Linked DNA regions of Ovis aries: region 1 is linked to region 2. A link is a contact called in public Hi-C data. All regions are on one chromosome and are shown on one strand. Each heading gives the region's core, a stretch centred on a gene start, on an enhancer-like site or on the middle of the called end of the contact. The rest is flanking DNA. Distances are from core to core; before and after follow the strand shown. Region 1 overlaps ATXN1 (ataxin 1). Region 2 overlaps ATXN1 (ataxin 1).

The links. Hi-C and Micro-C count contacts between places; a contact is called where the count stands out from the background.
Region 1: a contact with region 2 is called in a Hi-C map of liver, with 3 times the contacts expected there. The contact joins two enhancer-like sites. A contact is called at or near these places in 6 of 16 Hi-C or Micro-C datasets (blood, liver, omental adipose tissue and 2 more).

Annotation. Positions count from the first base shown.
Region 1 is chr20:39,645,563-39,650,092 of ARS-UI_Ramb_v3.0, forward strand. All of the region lies in intron 3 of ATXN1 (ataxin 1), which reads left to right. Among named protein-coding and RNA genes, the nearest start is that of ATXN1, 57 kb to the left of the region's middle. Within about 2 kb of position 2,434, at least 21 of the 54 cell types and tissues checked have an H3K27ac peak or open chromatin away from gene starts, as enhancers often do. A contact at or near this core is called in liver, where this site is marked.
Region 2 is chr20:39,605,555-39,610,066 of ARS-UI_Ramb_v3.0, forward strand. ATXN1 (ataxin 1) reads left to right here. Exons shown (of 11, transcript XM_060403504.1): 3 at 1,807-1,928. Among named protein-coding and RNA genes, the nearest start is that of ATXN1, 17 kb to the left of the region's middle. Within about 2 kb of position 3,222, at least 20 of the 54 cell types and tissues checked have an H3K27ac peak or open chromatin away from gene starts, as enhancers often do. A contact at or near this core is called in liver, where this site is marked.

The DNA.
Region 1 (4,530 bases), core at 1,184-3,683, 39 kb after region 2:
CTTCCCTGGTCTCTCAGATGGTAAAGAATCTGCCTTTAATTTGGGAGACCCGGGTTCAGTCCTTGGGTTGGGAAGATCCAGAGAAGGGAAGATTCAGAGAAGGGAATGGCTACCCACTCCGGTATTCTTGCCTGGAGAATTCCATGGGCAGAGGAGCCTGGTGGGCTACGGTCCATGTGGTTGCAAAGAGTCAGACACGACTGAGCAGCTGACACTGAGGGAGGGAAGCAAGCCATCAGGAGAACCTGGCTCAGTTACCCTTGGCTGTCACAAAGGCCGTTGTGTGGTTAATTTTTATTTCATTGCGATCTTTATTTTACTTTTTTTTTTTGAATTGTTTCATTGTAAGCTCGACAAGCCTGATTGGCAGATTCACTGTCTGATTTTTTCTAGTTTTAAATGATATGCTTTTTCTCCCAGCCATCTTCATCTATTAACCTACATTCATTTTTAATTTTAATGCTCCAATCAATAATTATTTCGCTTGACAGTTTTTGACAGTTTGCTGCTCCATTTAGCTGTTTAGCATGAATTTAAAAGGTGGTTTCTCAGTCTGTACAAGGGAAGTAAACTTGCTCTTTCATCCTCTGCTTTGAGGGGCCATAGGAAAATAGGCATGTTTTGCTCTTTCCTAGGAGAAGGCAATGGCACCCCACTCCAACTACTCTTGCCTGGAAAATCCCATGGACGGAGGAGCCTGGTGGGCTGCACTCCATGGGGTCGCATGACTGATGCGACTTCACTTTCATGCACTGGAGAAGGAAATGGCAACCCACTCCAGCGTTCTTGCCTGGAGAATCCCAGGGACGGGGCAGCCTGGTGGGCTGCCGTCTCTGGGGTCGCACAGAGTCGGTCACGACTGAAGCGACTTAGCAGCAGCAGCAGCAGGGAGTTTTTAATATAGAAGAACTTCTTAGTTTTCCATGTAGGAAGATAGAGGACTATAGAACAGTCACATTTTCTGTTATGTAGCATTTTGTTCCTGTCATTAATTCACTTGAAAGGCCGGAATTCTGTTAATGGGAATTGCTATTGTGAGGTCAGCCTTTCGCCAAATATTTATTGAATACTCATTGTGTGCAAGGCACTATGTTAAATGTGATGAGAAATTAATACACGAGTTGGACATGACTGACTGAGCGTGCGCACGTGCGCAGGCGCGCACACACACACACACACACTCCAAGAAGTATAGTGCTCAGGGAAAGTGATTTTCAAAATTATGATGAGTAGAAATTCTTAGAAAAATTACAGTTTTATCTTGCTCAATATTATCCGCACCCAGGATAATCCTGCTTGGAAATTCCGAGTGAAAAGCCAGAAGCCAAAGTGCACGGTCATCTTCTTGTCTACATTATGCACACACATACGTGAGCACGTTGTCATCAAGGGCAAACCTAGCTGAAGACTAAACAGAGTGGGGTGGGGGCTGGGGGCATGGTCCTTCCCACTAGAATCACAGTGTGAAAGTTCTTGGCAGTTTCAGATGGTGTCGGCTATAGCTGTTAGTTTACATTTTGATAATTTACTAGTGAGCGTGTAACAGTTAATTCCTAGTTGGATTGTGCCACCAAACACAGCATTGCCAACAGGACACGCTGCAAATGAGAAAGTTAAGAGTTCTTTTAGGGGACGTGCTCTCTCCGTCGGCTCTTCTGTGAGTCGGAGCATGACCTGTGGGTCAGAAGTTCTGGAACAGAAGGTGGAACTTGGGCCGTGTCACAGCGAACAGGAAAGGAGGTGCGCCATGCTCCTGCGCCTTTGCGGTGAGCTGCTCTGCTCAGCCTTTCCTCCTGGATCTGGGGCCGCTTGGCCTCAGATATCCTGGCATGATTTAGGGAAGCAGGCCCTGACCTTCTGGAGCCCTCTCTTTCATTTTGCTCCAGGCTTATTATTAGGCAAAATTCAGTGTCGTATTTGTATGGCTAAAACTCCTCCGACTTCAGGACTGAGCTCTTGTTTTTCAGCTGAGTAGGGCCAGAGATCTAGCATTTTCTGGACATCACTGACCCTTCACCACAATTGAGGTTTATGATTCACTCTGCCGTGCAGCAGAAACTAACACAGCATTGTAATGTAACTATACTCCAATGAAGACAATATATTAGGGCAAAAAAACCCCCCAAAACCCCTTATAGAAACTTCCTTGCACCTTATGGTGGCAGCCAAGCCAGTCACTCATTAGAACTATGAACACTTGGCTGTTGCTCTTTTCGACTCAAGTCTGGTTTTTAGGTTGTTTACTCAGAGCTGCTGCTGACTTTCATTGTACACACGCATAGGGAGGCAAACAGAAACCCTGTTCTGCACCCGCCAGTGCTCTGGCTTTGTTGTCCCCTAAGGACTTTGGAAATTAGTTGAAAGTGAGCAGAGCTGGAAGTGGTGTGTCAGCCAGGCTGCTGGAGAGGGCTGGCTGGGTCTCCACCCGCTCGCCACCCTCCGCCCTGCAGCCCGGAGATGGCTTCAGGTCTGTGTCCAGGACTTGCCACACTGACTCAGAGAGCTAACTAACGTCTGGATCGGAGCACGCACTTTGATGCCGGCGTGGTAATTCACAGTGAGACGCGTCACTCATGTATCCTCGGGCGCCGAGATCAGCGTATGCTCTGTGTCAAGCTACTTTGGAATGTAAATCACAAGTGGAAGCTATTCTGTTGATTCACTTTGAGAAGTTGCTTGCTTTCTCGATTCAGGTAGCAGTAAGGGTTACAGCACTTTCGTCTCCTTAAGAAATGTTTCATAGGGAGTTAGGTAATTGCTTGGTGAGCCTGGAATCAGAACAGGGAAGAGCTGTTGCTCTCTTCGTCTCAGGAGAAGGACGTTTTTCTAGTGGGACCCACAGTCATCTCACCAGGGTCGTCTAGATAGTGAAGCCACTTTCTTCTCCACAACAGACTTGGCACTGCTCACGTTTGCTTTAGTGACTATACTCATCCCTGGATGAGCCACCTTTGGAAGACAATCTTTTCTTAAATTTATGAATGTAATTCACAGGTACTGGCTGGAGCAGGGGGCTGTGGTGGGGGTGGGGGTGGCACTTTGCTGTCTTCATTGACTTTGTGTGTATATATTCTTATCCATTAAGTCTAGTTCTTACTGTAAACCTCTGACTTGGCAATCTCTTTTTCCCATTTTCAAGTTCCTGGTGGAGAGTGGTGGTGTATATCTTATTATACTCCTCATTATACTCTTTATAAGACCCTTGGAGACTTTGTAATAAACACCCCGTGAATTATAACTTCAGATCAAGCCCTGGGAATTTCCCAGCAGCATGGAGGCATTTGCCCAGAGCAAGGGTAGGTAGATTATGGCCCATATCTGGCCTGCTGCCACTTTTTTTTATAAATAAAGTTTTATTGGAACAAGCCATGTCCATTCATTTATCTAATGTCCATGGAGGCTTCCACAGTATAACTACAGAACTGAGATGAGTAGTTGAGAAAGGGATTGTAAACCAACACAAAGTCTGAGATATTTACTCTTGGGTGTGTTTCAGAAAATGTTTGCCAACCTTGGTCTGTAGAATTTGCAAGTCATAGAATTGCAACAAGTAAGAACTGGAAGCTTAGTCTCCCTCCTCCCACCGAAATTCAGTGAACAAGTGGAGGATTAGAGAAGAATGAGACTTGCGTAAAGGTCACAGAGCCGCTTCGTGAGAGAGCCAGAAACTGGACTCAGACTTTCCAGTTCCTAGCGTCAGTACTTGCCTTTTGCTTTTGGAGGTGGGACGTTGGGAGTTTTACAGGTTACAGATGACCAGCCATTATGACGCACAGAATAGGGCTTCTTCAATGGCAAGAGCTATTTGCCAAACTGACTTCCCCTGGATAAAATTACCAACCAGACTGGTACTGATATTCATTTGACAGCACCTACCAGAGGCTGAGAGTGGAGGAAAGGGCTAAGGACCCTGATGAATAAATGCTGTCCTTACCCTCTGGAAATTTGGATGAGAGGAAGAGTCAGATATTTGCACGTCTCTTTGTTTGCAGTGTGTTTAAATGTCATCATAGGGCCACGATCAAATAAAAGGAAAACTGTTCATTTGATCATGGGGATAGAGGTGTTATCAAAGGTGGCTCCACAGAGTTGAAGATGTTTGAGCTGAAGAACTCTCTCAAAAGAGGCTTGCGATAGATGTGGCTTGGGGGCCTCTAGGCACAAAATCCAATAGTGTAGGAATACTTGTCTACCACATCCAGAGGTAGGGCAGAGGGTCTGTGGTGAAGAGGGGACAAAAAAACACAGTTGGAAATGTAGATTGGGCCTAAACAGTGGCGTTCATGGTATTTCATGATAAAGACTTTACTTTCTGGGGGTCTCTAACCTGTAGATTTTAGGACATGGGAGACCACAGTTTTTATGAAGGAGGACCTACCCATCCATATGGGCTCCCCAAGTGGCGCTAGCAGGTAAAGACCCTGCCTGCCAGTGCAGGAGACGTAAGAGATGTGGGTTCGATTCCTGAATGGGGAAGATCCCCTGGAGAAGGGCGTGGCAACCCACTCCAGTATTCTTGCCTGGAGAATC
Region 2 (4,512 bases), core at 1,972-4,471:
AGATAAAATCAAGATCACCCCCTGGCCCTTAAACCAAGTACTGTGTAAGAATAAATAGAATATTGTGAGCTTTTATTTAACTTGGCCACTATTAATGTTTGTAACTCAACAAGCTTCTTACTGGAGGGCTTGTCTTCCAAGGACTTCAGAGATGTGATAGTCTAGAAAGGCTTCTTTCTTTCTCTACATTTAACTGTTTGGGATTTCCCAGGTGGCGCTAGTGGTAAGAACCTGCCTGCCAATGCAGGAAACCTAAGAGACAAGAGACGTGGGTTTGATCTGTTCGGAAGATCCCTTGGAGGAGGGTGTGGCAACCCACTCCAGTATTCTTGCCTGGAGAATCCAGTGGACAGAGGAACCTGGTGGTCTACAGTCCATGGGGTCATAAAGAGTTGGACATGACTAAACAACAGCACACAGATTTAACTGTTTACATATGGGGAAACCAAGGCCTAGAAAACTTCCTTCTGCATATCAGTCTCTGGCATGCAAAAGATGCTTAAATAAATACTTCGTGAATGGATTAGCTAGAAGTAAGAATACTTTGGCTACTATTCATTACTTTGCAAAGTGTTGGAAAGCAATCGACATTATTTTCCTTTCCAGCTGGGCTGTGCTCTTAAAAATAGTGAGTGTGTATGGATGAAAATAATCATGAGATGTGTTGCCATGTACCCAAGGCTAATTGGCTCACTTACCTGTTTACAGATTATTCACATTGGAGATCATATTCATAGCTCCAGAATAGTTTCTTTCTGACACCCAATATAATCATGGGCCTTCTCCTTCCTACTGTTACCTGGCGTGGGCTTAGGAAACCCAAACTAAATTTAAAACCAGCCTAAGCAAATATGCAGATCAGCTCCAGTAATGAAAGGCTGAAAAAAAAATCAGTCCAGCAATGACGAGTTTGTGGATTAGTTTATAATAACTGTGCTCCTGATTCTATTTAATGTGGACAGTTGGGAACTACCAGTATTTAAAAATATGCTTTGAATAGATAGGAAAGTATGTTAGCAGATTGAGTCCTCAACTTCTTCCGTTTCTATGCATAGGTGTTTACCTCACAAAAACTACTATGAGCGCCAGGCTCCCTGATGGAAAGGTATATGAAAGATAGATTCATTCTCTTTCATTCATCCATTCACGCATTCACTCATTCATCCTACAGTGGGTAATCTTTACTTAAACATGCTCAAGATGTTATGGCAGAATGAAAATCAAGTAGATGTACATTCAGTAATTAAATCCTTTAAAGTTCAGAGGAAACTCTAGTGAGTATATGCATACTTAAATTTTTTTTCTGCATTTGATTCTTTTTTTCTATCCCATTAGACTGGTATGCTAACAACTGCTCTGTGTCATGATTGTGCCTAAAGTTGCATGTTGATAGTAAGATATGCCTCATGAAAATTAGACTTTGGCTCAATTACTGTTCAGTCCATGCCCATTTCCACCTGATAGTCCCGTGATGACCAGCACGTGTTTATGAGGTGATTCGTTAGAATCTTAGAGAAAAGATAGACAGTAGCTGGCTCAAATGGAGAGACCAAGCTTTTAATTTGATTGAAGGGATGACCTTTTTGTGTGTTGGCCTCCCTCCGAGCCCTGTTGAATCAAACCAGACCTGCCTTTCGAGCTGGCTGGTGCCTGTGTAATTCTCATAAAACGATGCAAAATTTGACGTTCTTGAAGTTTAGATTTCCCTGCATGGTGTCTCCAGGTGGAATTATTATTATTTTTTAAAGCCATTCATGCTGTTTCTCATTTTGGATTTCCTCTTCTGCACCCCCTGGACCACTGCAGGAGGATCTGGCTGCAAATCACCGAGCTGTTCCATTCAAGCTGCAGATTTGTCTGTCGTCTTTGGACAGCAGTCTCCTCCTCCACGGCTGCTTCGGGGGAGTCCGGAGTCCGACACCCATCAGGTAAGAGTTTTGCCATGCTCTCTGGTTTCTATCTGAGGATAAAGTCTGGCCTTGGAAAATCGCCTACTAGTCGTACTTCAGCACTTTACAGACTGTTGAAGATAATTGCCTTTGCAAACTACTGTGTGGGAAATTGAGAAATCGCAGAGGTTTTTTTTTTTTTTAAACTTGGATTAAGGTATCCTCCTTTTTGATTTATTTGGTTAATGATGTAGTCTGCCTCTGCCTTGCCGATGGTTCATTATTGTGTGCTGGGGTTGAGCCTGATCATTTTAATTGTCACCTGTGCTTGGAGCTGATGGGCAAGTTTTGTTACCAAACGGTTACCTTAAGTCACTGTCTCCATGTTTTAGGTTGTGGTTGTTGTGTGACCGCAGTGCAGGGAGATAGCTTGTTGGTTCGGTAGCAACCCATGTTGGTTGGATCTTGAATTTCTCGGTGTCTGTTTGGGATTTGACAACTTCCTGCTTTCTTCATGTACAGTAAATTTTTCTGACCTGGAGAGTCATGCAGACACAGGGTGGATGCAGGGTTGATGACTCATGGTTCTCTGTTGAAAGGAAGACTGCCTGCCTAGAATCAGGAGAGCAGGGGAAGTTAGTTTGAAATTGGGGCAATAAGGGCTTGGGAACACTGGTATTCGCAACCAGAGGAGATTGTGAAATCGATCCCCTTTTTCTGTTTGCCTTGGGAGTAGTCCTGCTCCAAGCTGTGGAAATAGACTAGTTCAGAGGTTCTCGAGCCTGGCGGGACACCAGAATCTCCAGGAGAGGTTAGAAAAAAAAGAAAAAAATAGAACCGGGACTCCACCCTAGACCCACTGAATCCAAAGGAACCGGAATGGTCTCTTGGAGTCACACTGACGTTCCACTGCTGTGGCGTGGGCTGGATCTGGTGGTCTCTGGGCAGCTCTTCCCAAGTCATGTTCTGTTTCTTTCCCTGATAAGATGCACCAACCACTTTTATCCAACCTTACATACAGAAATTTGGATTTTCAGCTCATATTTAAGAGGCTAATCCTTGCTTTATCAGAATGTTCATTTTGAAACTGATTCACTAGATTTCTTTAAATAAAGAGCTTGCTCCTCACCCCTGACACCCTGCTTCTAAGGTCCAGTTTTTTAAGTTCTATATAAATTCCATGGTATTTAAAATAAGGACGCGAGGCTCTGGAACCAGCCTGTCTGAATTTAAGATGTAGAACTGCCGCTATGACCCGGGGCAGTCCTGTAACCTTCCTGGGCCACAGTCTCTTCATGTGTAAGATGGAGATCATATGAGAACTAGGGCTGCTGTGAGGTTGGAATGATGTAATATTTGTACACTGGGCAGAATAGTAACCTGGTGTATAGTTTATGATCCATGAACATAAGCTATCACTGTGAGCATGTGACTTGTCTTGACAGGGTGATTGTAACGTTCTTGTTTGGTGATGGTTGCTCCTTAACCATAAGTGACGAGGAGTAAGTAAATATCCCTGTACCTTGGTCTTTGGACCAACACTGTGGACATTTGCAGCCCTGAAAGCCAAAGGGCCTTTTATTTATTTTTCTGGATTTTATGTTAGTCTGCCTCGATTCCTGACACAGGATCCCTGTGTGTTGTTTTTCTACTGTAGGATGAACTGCTGAGTTGCAGGCGTAAGTGAAGTTATTTGTGGTCTGAGTGAAAACGCACACACACACACACCTGAATGATTGAAGTACGGTGACTCAGGAAGGGGGATCAGTAAAGTCCTACTGGGGTGCAAGGCAGGGGAGGGGGGAAGTTATCACACACGTTCTGTCCTTTTGTAAAATATGGAACTGGGTACTTTATATTTTATGGGCTGTGGGTTAGGGAGGTGTCTTTTAAAAGGAAATAGAATAATTATGTGCAGAGGGAAGCCTCATGAGGTCTATAAGTATCAACTCCATTGAAAGGGGTGCAATGTCTTATTGCTAGTTTCTCTCTTAGGGGTATTATCCATTTTAGGCAGAAAGTTCTCACACTGACATTTTTGGGGAAGTAGCTTAATTGCACATGCAGTTAATACATATGCAATTTTTTTTTAACCTGCAGTGTTTAAAGAGTCATGTGTTAAAACGAGAATGTCTCAAGAATTTTATTATGAAAAAATCAGGCAGCAAACAGTCCTGTCTCTCAGTCAGTACGTGAAGCTTATTGAGAAGAGATCTAGGTTTTTGTAGTACATAGTACAGTGCATTAAGGGTTATAGGAATGTTTGTATTGTATTACTGACAAAGTAGTACAGAGTCACCTTGAGTTTTAAGCAGCTGACATGTCCTAGGATCACATTTAAAGGAAGCTTATAAGTATCAGCTAAACATGTTGCATAAATAATGGCCTCATTACAGTCCTCACAACTGATAGCTAAACGTGAGCAGGGAAACAGTATCTTTCATGTTGTACTTTTATAGTCATTAGGTTTTTTGTTTTTTTTTTTAATAAAACCTAGATTACAGTTATTTTAGGTTCTAGCTATTTTATCAATAGGATGTTTTTGTTGTTTACCTGCTAAGTTGTGCCTGAATCCTTGTGACCCCCATAGACTGTAGCCCACCAGGCTCCTCAGTCCATGGGA